Regions from separate parts of the Mus musculus genome. Here region 1 is linked to region 2. Evidence: chromatin contacts called from public Hi-C data. All regions are on one chromosome and are shown on one strand. Each heading gives the region's core, a stretch centred on a gene start, on an enhancer-like site or on the middle of the called end of the contact. The rest is flanking DNA. Distances are from core to core; before and after follow the strand shown. Region 1 has its middle 69 kb from the start of Trmt9b. Region 2 holds the start of 5430403N17Rik (RIKEN cDNA 5430403N17 gene).

Evidence for each region. Hi-C and Micro-C count contacts between places; a contact is called where the count stands out from the background.
Region 1: a contact with region 2 is called in a Hi-C map of embryonic stem cells, with 2.8 times the contacts expected there. The contact joins the enhancer-like site here to the promoter of 5430403N17Rik in region 2. A contact is called at or near these places in 2 of 484 Hi-C or Micro-C datasets (the G1E-ER4 cell line and embryonic stem cells) and 3 of 115 datasets of contacts at active chromatin or transcription factors (embryonic stem cells and kidney).

What each region holds. Positions count from the first base shown.
Region 1 is chr8:36,524,660-36,530,391 of GRCm38.p6, reverse strand. No RefSeq gene overlaps it. Among named protein-coding and RNA genes, the nearest start is that of Trmt9b, 69 kb to the right of the region's middle. Within about 2 kb of position 2,036, at least 52 of the 459 cell types and tissues checked have an H3K27ac peak or open chromatin away from gene starts, as enhancers often do. A contact at or near this core is called in embryonic stem cells, where this site is marked.
Region 2 is chr8:35,880,889-35,886,525 of GRCm38.p6, reverse strand. 5430403N17Rik (RIKEN cDNA 5430403N17 gene) reads left to right here and starts at 3,569. Exons shown (of 3, transcript NR_046181.1): 1 at 3,569-3,673.

The DNA.
Region 1 (5,732 bases), core at 787-3,286, 650 kb before region 2:
AATGCGTTGCTGAATGCGTTGACTATATGCCATATGTATGAGCATCGTATGCCTCCTTGGTACCCATAGAGGTCAGAGAGGTTATCTGATCCTCTGGAACTGGAGTTATAGGTACTGTGAGCTGCCTCGTAGATGCGGGGAACCGAACCCTGTTCCTCTACAATAGCAGCTAAGTGTTCTTAACCCTGCTATGGCTCCATCTCCTAATGTGTGCTCTTTATTTAAGACTTCGCCCTGGAGAGAAGGCTCGAAAGGGAACCCTGAGGCTAACTCACATTCAGAAGTAATCCTCAGACATTGTTGAAAGAATAGATGGTTATGGTCTTAAGTTGCTGTGTTTGGGATAGCAACAAATTATTACTACCACTTCACTAAGAATCCACATTTAATACTGTCCTGCATGGGTTTGCCTTTCTTAGTTCTTGCTTCTAAGCGGCCCACAGCCAGCCACCCAGAAAGTCCTTTTGCCTCTATCAATTTTTCACTGTAAATATTTATTTAATCATTCTATTTACCAAAAAGAACTTGGCTATAAACACAAAATTCTAATTTCTCTCTCCTTCCCTCCGACTCAGTCGTTGTTTTTGTTTTTGTTTTTGTTTTGGTTTGGTTTGGTTTTTTGAGACATGGTTTCTCTGTGTAGCCCTGGCTGTCCTGGAACTCACTCTGTAGACCAGGCTGGCCTCGAACTCAGAAATCTGCCTGCTTCTGCTTCCTAAGTGCTGGGATTAAAGGAGTGTGGTGCTACCGCCAAGCTTCAAATATTTTATAATGTATGTATTTTCTGAACAGCCACTGTGTGACTCTTCTGGGCATTCAGAGGACACAAAGGTGACTGAGGTATGGACTATTCTTTACCTTATGGGGTTTAACATATTTAAGGGGTATGAAATAGTTAGAAAACAATCATATCTTATACTAACATTCAAGTGATTTATAGCCACATATTCTATTTCTCTGAATTTTCTGCTCTCTCCCTTTTAAACTTATATGGAATCTTTTCTTAAATTTTAAGAGCATTTCATAAATGCGTTACATGTTATATATGTATGTATAGTTGTATATACACACAAACACACATGCACACATATGAGGGCATGCACTCACATATAAATACAGCCATCAAAGTATACCCTTGAATTCACAAATGGCGTACCCATATTCCCACAGTCAGACTAGGCAAGTAGGACTCTCCGCAGCCGCAGCCCCATTGCCTGAGGAGATGTACTGCTGACTTTTTCAGTTTGTATTAATTCTGTCAGTGTTTGGCTCTGGTTTCTTCCACTTAAACCATACTTGTGGGATTTACTCTTAATATTAAGTGTGGCAGCGAGTTGTTCCCGCTCTGTTACATTAAACTATCCAAATACACTTCAATTCACTTTCCTGTCTGACCTTTGGTGAATGTCTAGGTAATTTCCATGTATGGGCTATGAGGAAGTGTTAAGAACATGTATGTGTGTGTGCCTTCTGGTATGAGGGTCTTTCCTGCTCTCTATATTTGAATTTATATATATTAGAATCACCCTGTCATGTGGACTGCTAAAAACCCTTAACCCACAGCTCTGTCCTTTTCTGTCACTGCTGTCCTCTTACTTCGAAGGGCCCCTTATGGGGAATTGTGCATGGCTCTCCATCCTGCCTCTCATCTGCAGCCAGCAGTATGTGAAGTATAACTTTTAATTGAGACATTCTTGGCTAGGACCTAATCTCTACAGTGGGTGGATGCAAACATTATCACTCTAAGATACCCAAGCCAGTATTACGTATATTACACGCTTAAATATTTATACATCGTAAACATTGCCTGACCAAGGACAAACAATGGCTATCTAAGCACACACAGGATGTATGAGATAGCCTTTAGCTTTCAGCTTAAGCCTTACATTCCACCTCTGAAATGCTGCAGAACCATCTGCTCAGGAAACGGGGCTTCTCCAGGGAATTCGTGCCTTCAGGGAGTGGAGGGCATTGCTGGGGCAGGCAGGAGGGGACAGGAGTGCTGGATTCTTTTTCTGCAGGCTGATGGGAAATGCCTTCCCTCAGGACCGCTCTCTCAACACTTCCTGGTCCTTAGTGCAGCTTTCCTCCTGCCTCCTGCCTCAGGCTCCGGCTTCCCTCCATTCTCTCTAGTGTTTGCAAACTCTGTGTGCGGCTGGTACTCGGGGTGGATTTGATGGAATAGTGTTGATCCTTGCAGAGGAGGTGGGGGAGGGATAGAAAAGAGCTTCCTCTTGGCTTGGGCTCAGAGTGCAGCGACCACAAGACCCATGTTCTTTCTTCCTGTCAATATTTATGGCTCCTCTGATGCAGGCTACACTCGGGCCTCTCACTGCATTCGATTGCTCTCAAGTAATGTCTTTATTCAGTTGTCTTTGGGTTTAGCCAAGGCCTCCTGGACCTAGTGCAGGATGTGTCCGTCTGTGCCTGTGTGCAGGATGGAGCAGGGAGCTGAGGAAGTGTCCGCCACACAGATAAATATTTGCAGCATTGTGTGTTGGATATGCTTTACGCTTCCTGGAAGGAATAAAAGACATTCTAAACACATTCTAATACCCCCTCCCGCTTGCTAACAGACTGTTGAAACAATGGACCCCAAGAAATTGGAATTTCCCCAGGAATCTCATGCTGGGAGGCGGAAAAAGCTGTAGCCTGGTGCCAACCAGAGGAGGAAGTTGTCCCCTGGAAAGAGATTTCACACAGCACTAACAACTTAAAGGAGAAACTGAAGCCTAGGTAGAGGTGGGTGTGTGGTGGCCAGGACCACACCTGGATGGAGACTGCTTAGTTATGAACATCACTTGCCAGTTGTTTAAGCCCACACCTTGTTATCACCACAAAGGTGTTTTTTAGGGGATGTCACCTGGCCTCTTTGTTCTTCCCCAAATGGCCATGCTGAATAAATCTCCTTTTTTTTTTTTTTCTGCTTTCGTAGTCACTTCTTTGCCTCCTTAATTAGCCCACTGAAGATGAAATGGCCTAGCCTCTAGCCCAAGCTTCCACCCTAACAACATTTTCCCAGGAAAATGTTGGCTGCTCACTGACTACAAAATGTATCAATTGAACAAAACCAACCTTATTTCCATTCCCTGTAGGAAGTGAACTTTACTTCCAATAATGTCTCAAACAACCCCCCCCCTCCCCCGGAAAGAAAGAAAACCAACTTCTAGTATTTATACAACAGGTCCAGGACAAGTGGGTTTAAGGTACATGTTGCAAGGTGGCTTTGGGTGTGGTCTTAGAGTTTCAGATGCTGGGAAAAAAAAAAAAAAAACCAAGACCAAAAAGCAAGGTGGGAAAGAAAGGGTTTATTTGGCTTACATTTCCAGATCATAGTCCATCATTGGAGGCAGTTAGGACAGGAACTCAAGCAAGGGCTAGAACTTAGAGGCAGGAGCTGATGCAGAGACTATGAAGGGGTGCTGCTTACTGGCTTGCTCCCCATGACTTGCTCAGCTTGCTTTCTTAGTGGATGCTCAGCTTGCTTTCTTAGAGAACCCAGGACCACCAGCCTGGGGATGGCACCACCCACAATAGGGTGGGCCCTCCCTCCCCCATTGATCACTAATTGAGAAAATGCCCTACAGCTGGATCTCATAGAGGAATTTGCTCAACTGAAACTCCTTCCTCTCTAACCACTCTAGCTTGTGTCAAATTGACACCAAAACCAGCCAGTACTGTGGTCCATCCACATTTTTTTCTTTCTGTTATAGCTCTGTTGTGTTTGATGCAGTAAATTAGGGTCCTGGAGCTTGTTTTCATGGACAAAGTCTGAGTCTTGATATCTGAGCTCTTCAGCTCATGGTTGCTTTTGCCCTAGGGAACCCAGATTTTCTGGAGCAAGCAGCTATGCAATGTGTGCTCAGCCTGAGTTTTGTTTAACGAAAACATGGGGAATGGTGTTTTGTGGTAGGCTGGACAGAGGAAAGAAGGAACCAGACTGCAGCAGTGAATGGAGGCTGATGGAGCCATAGTAATGGAGGACATTGGTCATGGATACCTATCATGGAAAAGTGGCTAACGCCTTTAATCCCAGAACTCAGATTCTGAGAGGCAGGCGGATTTCTGAGTTCGAGGCCAGTCTGGTCTACAAAATGAGTTCCAGGACAGCCAGGGCTATACTTTCCCTGTCTCAAAAAACAAACAAAACAAAACAAAAATGGCACATGCTTCGTGCACTTTAATGGAGTTTCCATGTCACTAGTCATGTAATAGTGGCTGCTTCCACCATGTGATAAAGCCACACATCTCTAAACCCTATATAAGGACAAAACCACTAAGTATATAGGGATGCTCCCTGGCGGCCTAGTGGTTAGGATTCAGTGCTCTCACAGCTGCAGCCCAGGTTTGATTCCTGGTCAGGGACGCCTCTCTTCTTCCTCTCTGTATCTTCACTTCCTGAAACCTCGATCCTCTCCCAGGTGGTGGTGGTGCACACCTTTGATCCCAGATTTGGGAGGCAGATGCAGGAGGATTTCTGAGTTTGAGGCCAAGCCTGGTCTACAGAGTGAGTTCCAGGACCACACAGAGAAACCCTGTCAAAAATCAATCAATCAATCAATCAATCAATCAATCAACAAGCTAAGTATATTGGATTGGGGGGTTAGAGGTTGGGAGGTAGGTAGATCTCCATCCATTCCTGGAATTCCATGTTTCAATTATGAATAGTTCTCCTCTTATTAAAGTTTTTCCCCCCATAGGATGAGCTATCCAAATGCCAGGGAAAGAGAGAGAAAAGGTCTCTTGAGAAACCCATATGGGTGTACACTGTGACTTTTGTTTTGTTTTGTTTTGTTTTTCGAGACAGGGTTTCTCTGTGTAGCCCTGGCCGTCCTGGAACTCACTCTGTAGACCAGGCTGGCCTTGAACTCAGAAATCCACCTGCCTCTGCCTCCCGAGTGCTGGGATTAAAGGTGTGCGCCACCACGCCCGGCTGCACTGTGACTTTTTAGCAAGACTTCCTTAGTGTGGCTTGTTTGTAAGTTCTTTCTATAAGAGTGCCATAAATCTGGAAACACCGGTGGATCGAGGAGAGGAATTCATTCTTCAAAGGCAACTTCATGTGGAAGCTCCCAGAATCAAAATGGAGTCACATGCGTCAACCAGACAAGACATTATTCAGGAAGGTCTCCCGTAAGTACGATGGCTTTAGAGAAAAAGGCTTCCCAGACCACAATTTTGCACAAGGACCACTGCAATCTCACACAAAACTTGCTTCTGTGCTAACAGCTGCATAGTGATGGACACATCAACACCAGGCTGGCATCTCCTGTGAGTTTCAGTGCTGTGGACAGGAATTATTGTATTAAAATATCTTGTGAGGTTTCCCTGCTTTGTCTTTAAGAACATCCAGTCCATATACTCAAAGTTTCCTCTGGCAATGCCCTGACAGTCTACTCCCAAGTGAGTCGCCTCACTTTTAACTACACTTTAGATGACCTCTGTTATTTCCATTGACGGGGTGAAGAGGGGTTGCCTAAGTGAGGCTTCTCAGAAGGGGAATTACCTGAGGTGTTAATGGAAGCCTGAATGGGAGGTCTTTAGAATGTTTCTTGAACCTCGCTGTTGGAGCTTGGTGGTCTGCAAATGAGCAGGTTTTGACTTTATGTGTACTGGCTGGTTTTATACCAACTTGGCACACATTAAAGTCATCAGAGAAGAAGGAGCCTCACTTGAGAAAATGCTTCTAGCAGATCTGGCTATAAGGCATTTTCTTAATTAATGTCTGATTT
Region 2 (5,637 bases), core at 2,320-4,819:
ACTTAGAATTAGTTCATTTCTCATCTGTCCCCTTTGAAAATGACTGTTTGACATCTGTATGCCCCTCCCCACAAAACATTCCTGGAATGGGCAATACACTCAGGCATGAGGACCTAAGGATGTAAGTTCATAGCCTGCAGGGTCAGGGGAGATGGTCATCCGAGTCACCATGAAGAACACACAGAAGCACCCACAATGGAAGAAAAAGGTAAGGGCAAGTCTGATCCATACTGAGTTATGACCCACTGGGCTTCAAAATTCCAAGAAGCCATACCTCTGCCATAGAGTACCTGTGGGCGGGACCTTCGAAGCCTGATCTACCTTTCTAGCTAATAGGAAGGGAAAGCAGTGACATTAATTTACTGTCCTGTAACCACTATAACTGTTGAGGTACCCAGTAGAGGTTAATCTGACCAGTGCAGAAGTCTAGAGGGCACCTCTGGTGTATACAATGAGATAATAGCTAACCTTTGCTGAGCTTTTAACTCTGAGGCCTAGGTAACACCAGACACACTCTGTGGTGGTGAATCTTGATTAATCAACTTGACTGGACTAAGATAAATGCCCAGATGAGAGAAATAGAGCTGTGGGTGTGTCTGTGAAGATGTTTCTAGAGACAGGTCCTTGGGCCTAGTTGGACCTAATAGATGAATCCTTTGCACTCACACAATACAATGCAATGAAGGGAGTCTAACAATGACAGCATTATTGGGAGGCGATAACAGGGAGGAGCTGACTCCTCGTTGGAGGAAGTGGGGCCCTGGAGTGATGTTCTTAGATATCAAAGAGAAAGATGTGGATAGATCTTTCTCTTGCCCCTTCTAGAAACCTGTCTTTCTGGGCTTCCTGGCTGCCGTGAGTTTAAGGGCTCTGTTCCACATGTTCCTGCTGCTAAGATTGTCCTGCCACACTGTAGGCCCCAAATCAATGGCAACAGCCACAGTCGACAAAATCCCCCTGAAACTGTGAGCCAAGGTAAATATTTCCTCTCTGTGACCTGTTTCTGTCTGATGTTTGTTAACAGCCCCCCCACACACACACACACAAAAACCAGTGACTACATTCTACCCTTCCCAATCACCCTATGAGGAAGCCGACAATGTCCCCACTGCCCAATGTACAATAGGAACACTGAACTCCTGAGAGTTATTATCACATTAACAGGGCATGGTCTTCTGTATCTACTCTCTTTCTGCACTCCTGATTCAGACATTATTAAGCATAACAAACATCTAACATGATTAAAACCACACTGTCATAAGCCAGTTCCTTCTGAAGCACTGAAGCAATACTATGCAAGAGACAGTTTATAGTATAATCAGAAAGGTCATGCAATATCCTAGTAATTTCTCATAATGGAATCTGGTATGGTCAAGCTACTAGTAGTTATGTTAAAATATCCAGAAGAAGAAAAAGAAATCCAAGATGGCAGCATGGTGTGCTTTTTCCTTGGATGGCTAAGATGGTTTAACAAAAGTAGACTGAGCTGCACTTCAAGAAGTTGCACAAGCTTACTCTGGCCTCTCCTTCTAAACAACTTTGACAGCTCCTTCTGACCCTGTATCAGTTCAAACATTTAAACAGAAAGACACCCGTGAGCACCTCGAGAAGAACAGCCCTGAACTCAACTTTTTAAAAATTATATCTAAAATAACCAGAAAAGCTGCAGTTATTCTGAAAATGTTTGTGCTGGGAGCTCTCGGTCTCTTGGCAACAGCAAGGCACCCAAAGGGGGGGGTAGGAATCAGGAAGCTGTTGCCAGGAGAGGACCGTACACTTTCTGTATGCAGAGGAGGGCCAAGAGTTGGGAGGGATGGTGGGCACGGAGAAGTGTTTGTGGAAGGACCAGTGTAGTCCTGTAGACGGAGGCCTAAAGGGAAGAGAATTCCTGGGAAGCTCAAAACCTATATTAGTTCTCTGTAACTGGAGATTGGTGCTCCAGAAAGGGTGGAACTGAAGGCAGAGACAACCTGGGGATTCATTCCTTGGCCAGCAGGAAGCCATTAAAGTGTTTTTGGTAAATGCTAATTGTATCTATTTGCTGGATTTAGTTTAAGGATTCATGTTTATAATGTGCATTTAAAGCCTTAAAAGAAAAAAGAAAAAAGTGTTTATATCTCCTCTCCCAGATGACAAGTGTGAACACCATCCTTAACAGCTCAGCCGACTCCAGGATCTTTCAGCTCTGAAAGGCCTCCAGACCTTCCCTCCGAAGAAGTCTAAATCATCCACTAAAAGGCTATCTGTCTTAAATAGCCCGTGCTCACTTGCCTGTAAACGACTTCAGTGGAATCATACCTTCAAATATGCTTTCACCCATAAGTTCTGTAAAACAACCAAACCATCACTGGATTGTCAACTTTCTATAATGTCCCAGGCTACCCCGTAACAAGGAGCAAGGGTGTACCTAACATCCGCTAATAATTTGCCAACCACACAACAAACCATGCAGCTTGTTATCCACAGACTTACCATGCAGCAAAGCACACCTGTAAGAAACACCAGGCGAAGTATGGAAAAACCCACTGTTGAAAGGAAAACAAACACACAAAAAAACTGAACCCCTGTAGTATGCCATTGTATTCAAAGCTTTGCCAGAAAGAAAAGAACACACACACACAGACACACACACACACACAGAGACACACACACACACAGACACACACACACACACAGAGACACACAGACACACACACACACACACACACACACACACACACACACACACACACACGAGTATTATCTCACCTTCCCCTTTTCTTAGCCTTATGGCTGGATGATTAAGATTGCCTCTTTCTAGAAGATTTAGGAATGCCTATTCATCTAACAAATTTGACTTAGCTTCTGTTTTGATCTGAGCATTGTGGTAGGCACCCTAAAGAAAGGAATTAATAAGTGCCATTGCCTGCCTTTGAATTGCTCACCATGACAAAAGGAGGCGCAGACAGCAGTAACCAACCTGTCCAAACACACAAGGCACTACTGGAAACTATGAAATATATGTTGTCTCCAGGGTCAGGATCATAATTTTAAAATAAATAAATAAATAAACAAACAGGACTTCCCAGCTGCAAATCCTCATAAACAATCCCTTTCCCCCAGGACAACAGTCAATCTTTGGTAAGAAAAACAGGAAGCATCCAATTCAGGCTCCCGGTGGAAGGATGCAGGCTGAATATTCATTAGGGTGGGGGGTGGATGGGAGCAGGAGAAGGGAAATGGCAGGCAGCCAGGGACGCTCACTGCATCCCATCTCTCAAACTACCGAGATGTGGGTTTTTTTTTTCCCCTACAGCCTCCTTGGAAGAAGGACAGTGAAACTGTCCTGTTGTGATATGAAATATGACCACAATAACTAGGTTAGATAATAAACTATTCTTTATTTGCTAATAATTGTCAGCTCACAGGGTCTGTACACGTATTAACACTGAAACATTAAAAAAAAAAAAAAAAGAAAAGAAAAAAGAAAGAAACGTTTGCTTTCCACGCCGTCGTCGCCTAAGGGGAATAAAAAGAATTCGGAGGCTGCATAAAACTGTAATTATGATGCAACACAGCCAGGAGAGCTAACAAAGAATCTGCTTTCCCTTTGTGTTGTTAACTGAGTTAGTTCTTCCAACTTTCTGCTGCTGACAATGGTAACACTGGGCTTCGCTGAATGCTGGGTGGACAGGTAAGCCTGGGGGCAGGTGGCCCGAGGGGGAATGCACACAGCTGTGCTATAAGGCTGACTCTAGAAGGAGGATGGTCATCATTTTCCCTTCATTTCTCTGAAAAGGAAAGGAAGACATGTTTATGAGCAGTATAATTAACAGCTGGGTACCTTGTTGAATTAAGACATTATCACTGGATGAAGTTTTTTTAAAGGGGCAGCTAAAAAACTCCAAAGGCGAGTGACATGCTATTTCTCCTTTGGTGAAATTAGCCAATTAAAGTCAGATTTAGATGTGTGTGTGTGTATATATATATATATACACAAACACAGGTTTATTGCAAAGCTGCTGTCAGGTGTGTTCACTGGCCCCAATGACTGAGGCCATAAAAGTCACCATGGAAAGGGAAAGAGAGCAGAGGGGGAAGAGAAAACTCAGAGAAAGAGAAGGAGAGAAAGGAGAGACCAAAATGTCTGGATTACATAGGGAAGAGCCTCTGACAGAAGGGCAGCCCAGTCACTGGGCTGAAAAGTTCCGGGTTGGGAGCAGGGCATGCCATGTAGGGACTGAGGGATGCTGGGAGAACATGGACACCAGGTCTGCTTTGGTATGTAAAATATGTCCTAGGGTATGAAATCAAACAGTGACCCAGTGGGGAAGAAAAACGGACTTTACGATAAGAACTGAAAAATACTTGCTGGCAATGTTGAAGTAGAAGTTAAATGTATTTGGCTGAATTTCATAAAGGAAATCAATGTTCCCATTAGCTAAATCTAAGGTCATCTGAGTTCGTTTTCTAGTCCTTGACAATGTATAAGCTCCAACACCCCCATTCTTTCAGAGTGAGTCACAGCTGCCTCACCTTCCTTCCACCCCGCCTCTAGCCAGCATCCTTCCAACTCCCAGATGTGCACACAACCCTTTGTGTTCAGGTTTTTCCTCCCACATCTTCCTGGGGGAATAGGAGAGGGTGTGGCAGTGCTGGTCTGATTCCCTTACAGTTCCACTCTGGGGTCAGTCCCTCCTCTAGCTTTTAATGGGTGGCCATTCACACCGTGCTGGTTCCAGTGAGGTGGAGAAAGTTCCATGAGGCAATGCCACTACATCTGATATCACCTCCTCCCCAAATGATACTCAAGTGAAACTTCCCTCTCTCCCCACCCCCACAATATGTAGACAAAACCAATGTCTTCCTTCTCCATCCAGACTCATAAGTAGAACCTGGATATGAAGGAGACCCGAGAAAGCCATCAGCTGGAAGCAAACAGTAGTGTGGTATTGAAAAATACAGAGAGGTGTGAAATGTTGTAAATAGTTTGGGCAATGAGAAATAAACCCTGGAACCACACACATGCTAGGCAAGGACTCCATCCACTCAGGAATTTTGATTTGGTTGATTTGGTTGATGAATGCAAGGATCAAGGGCTTAGTATCTACACTTTTTTGAGGTTCCCTAACTCCCTTTCCTCATATCCTTCTGTCTTAGCCCTTCATATTTGCTTTCTCAAAAAGGGTACCATCTCCAGAAAGGAAAGATGAAGGTTACAGAGCTCTATAACAGAGCCCCAATGGGTTCTGTCTTCAAATAATAAAATATGTGCAACATGGAGGGGACTTCTCCACAGTCTTTCTGGTACTTTGAATGAGAATAGCACCCCCCCCCCAATATAAGCTCATGTATTTGTACTGTTATCACCAGTGGTATTATTTGAGAATTAGAAGGTGTGGTTCTCTCTCTCTCTCTCTCTCTCTCTCTCTCTCTCTCTCTCTCTCTCTGCCTATGGATCAGGATGTAGCACTCAGCCTACTACTCCAGCATCATGTGTGCTGCCATGATGATAACAGGACTACACCTCTGAAACTGTAAGCTAGTCCCTAATTGAATGATTCCTTTTCTAAGAGTTGCCTTCGTCATGGTGTCTCTTCACAGCAATAGGGCAGTAACTATGACAGTCCTCTTCCCAAAGCGAGAAATCCCACTCTT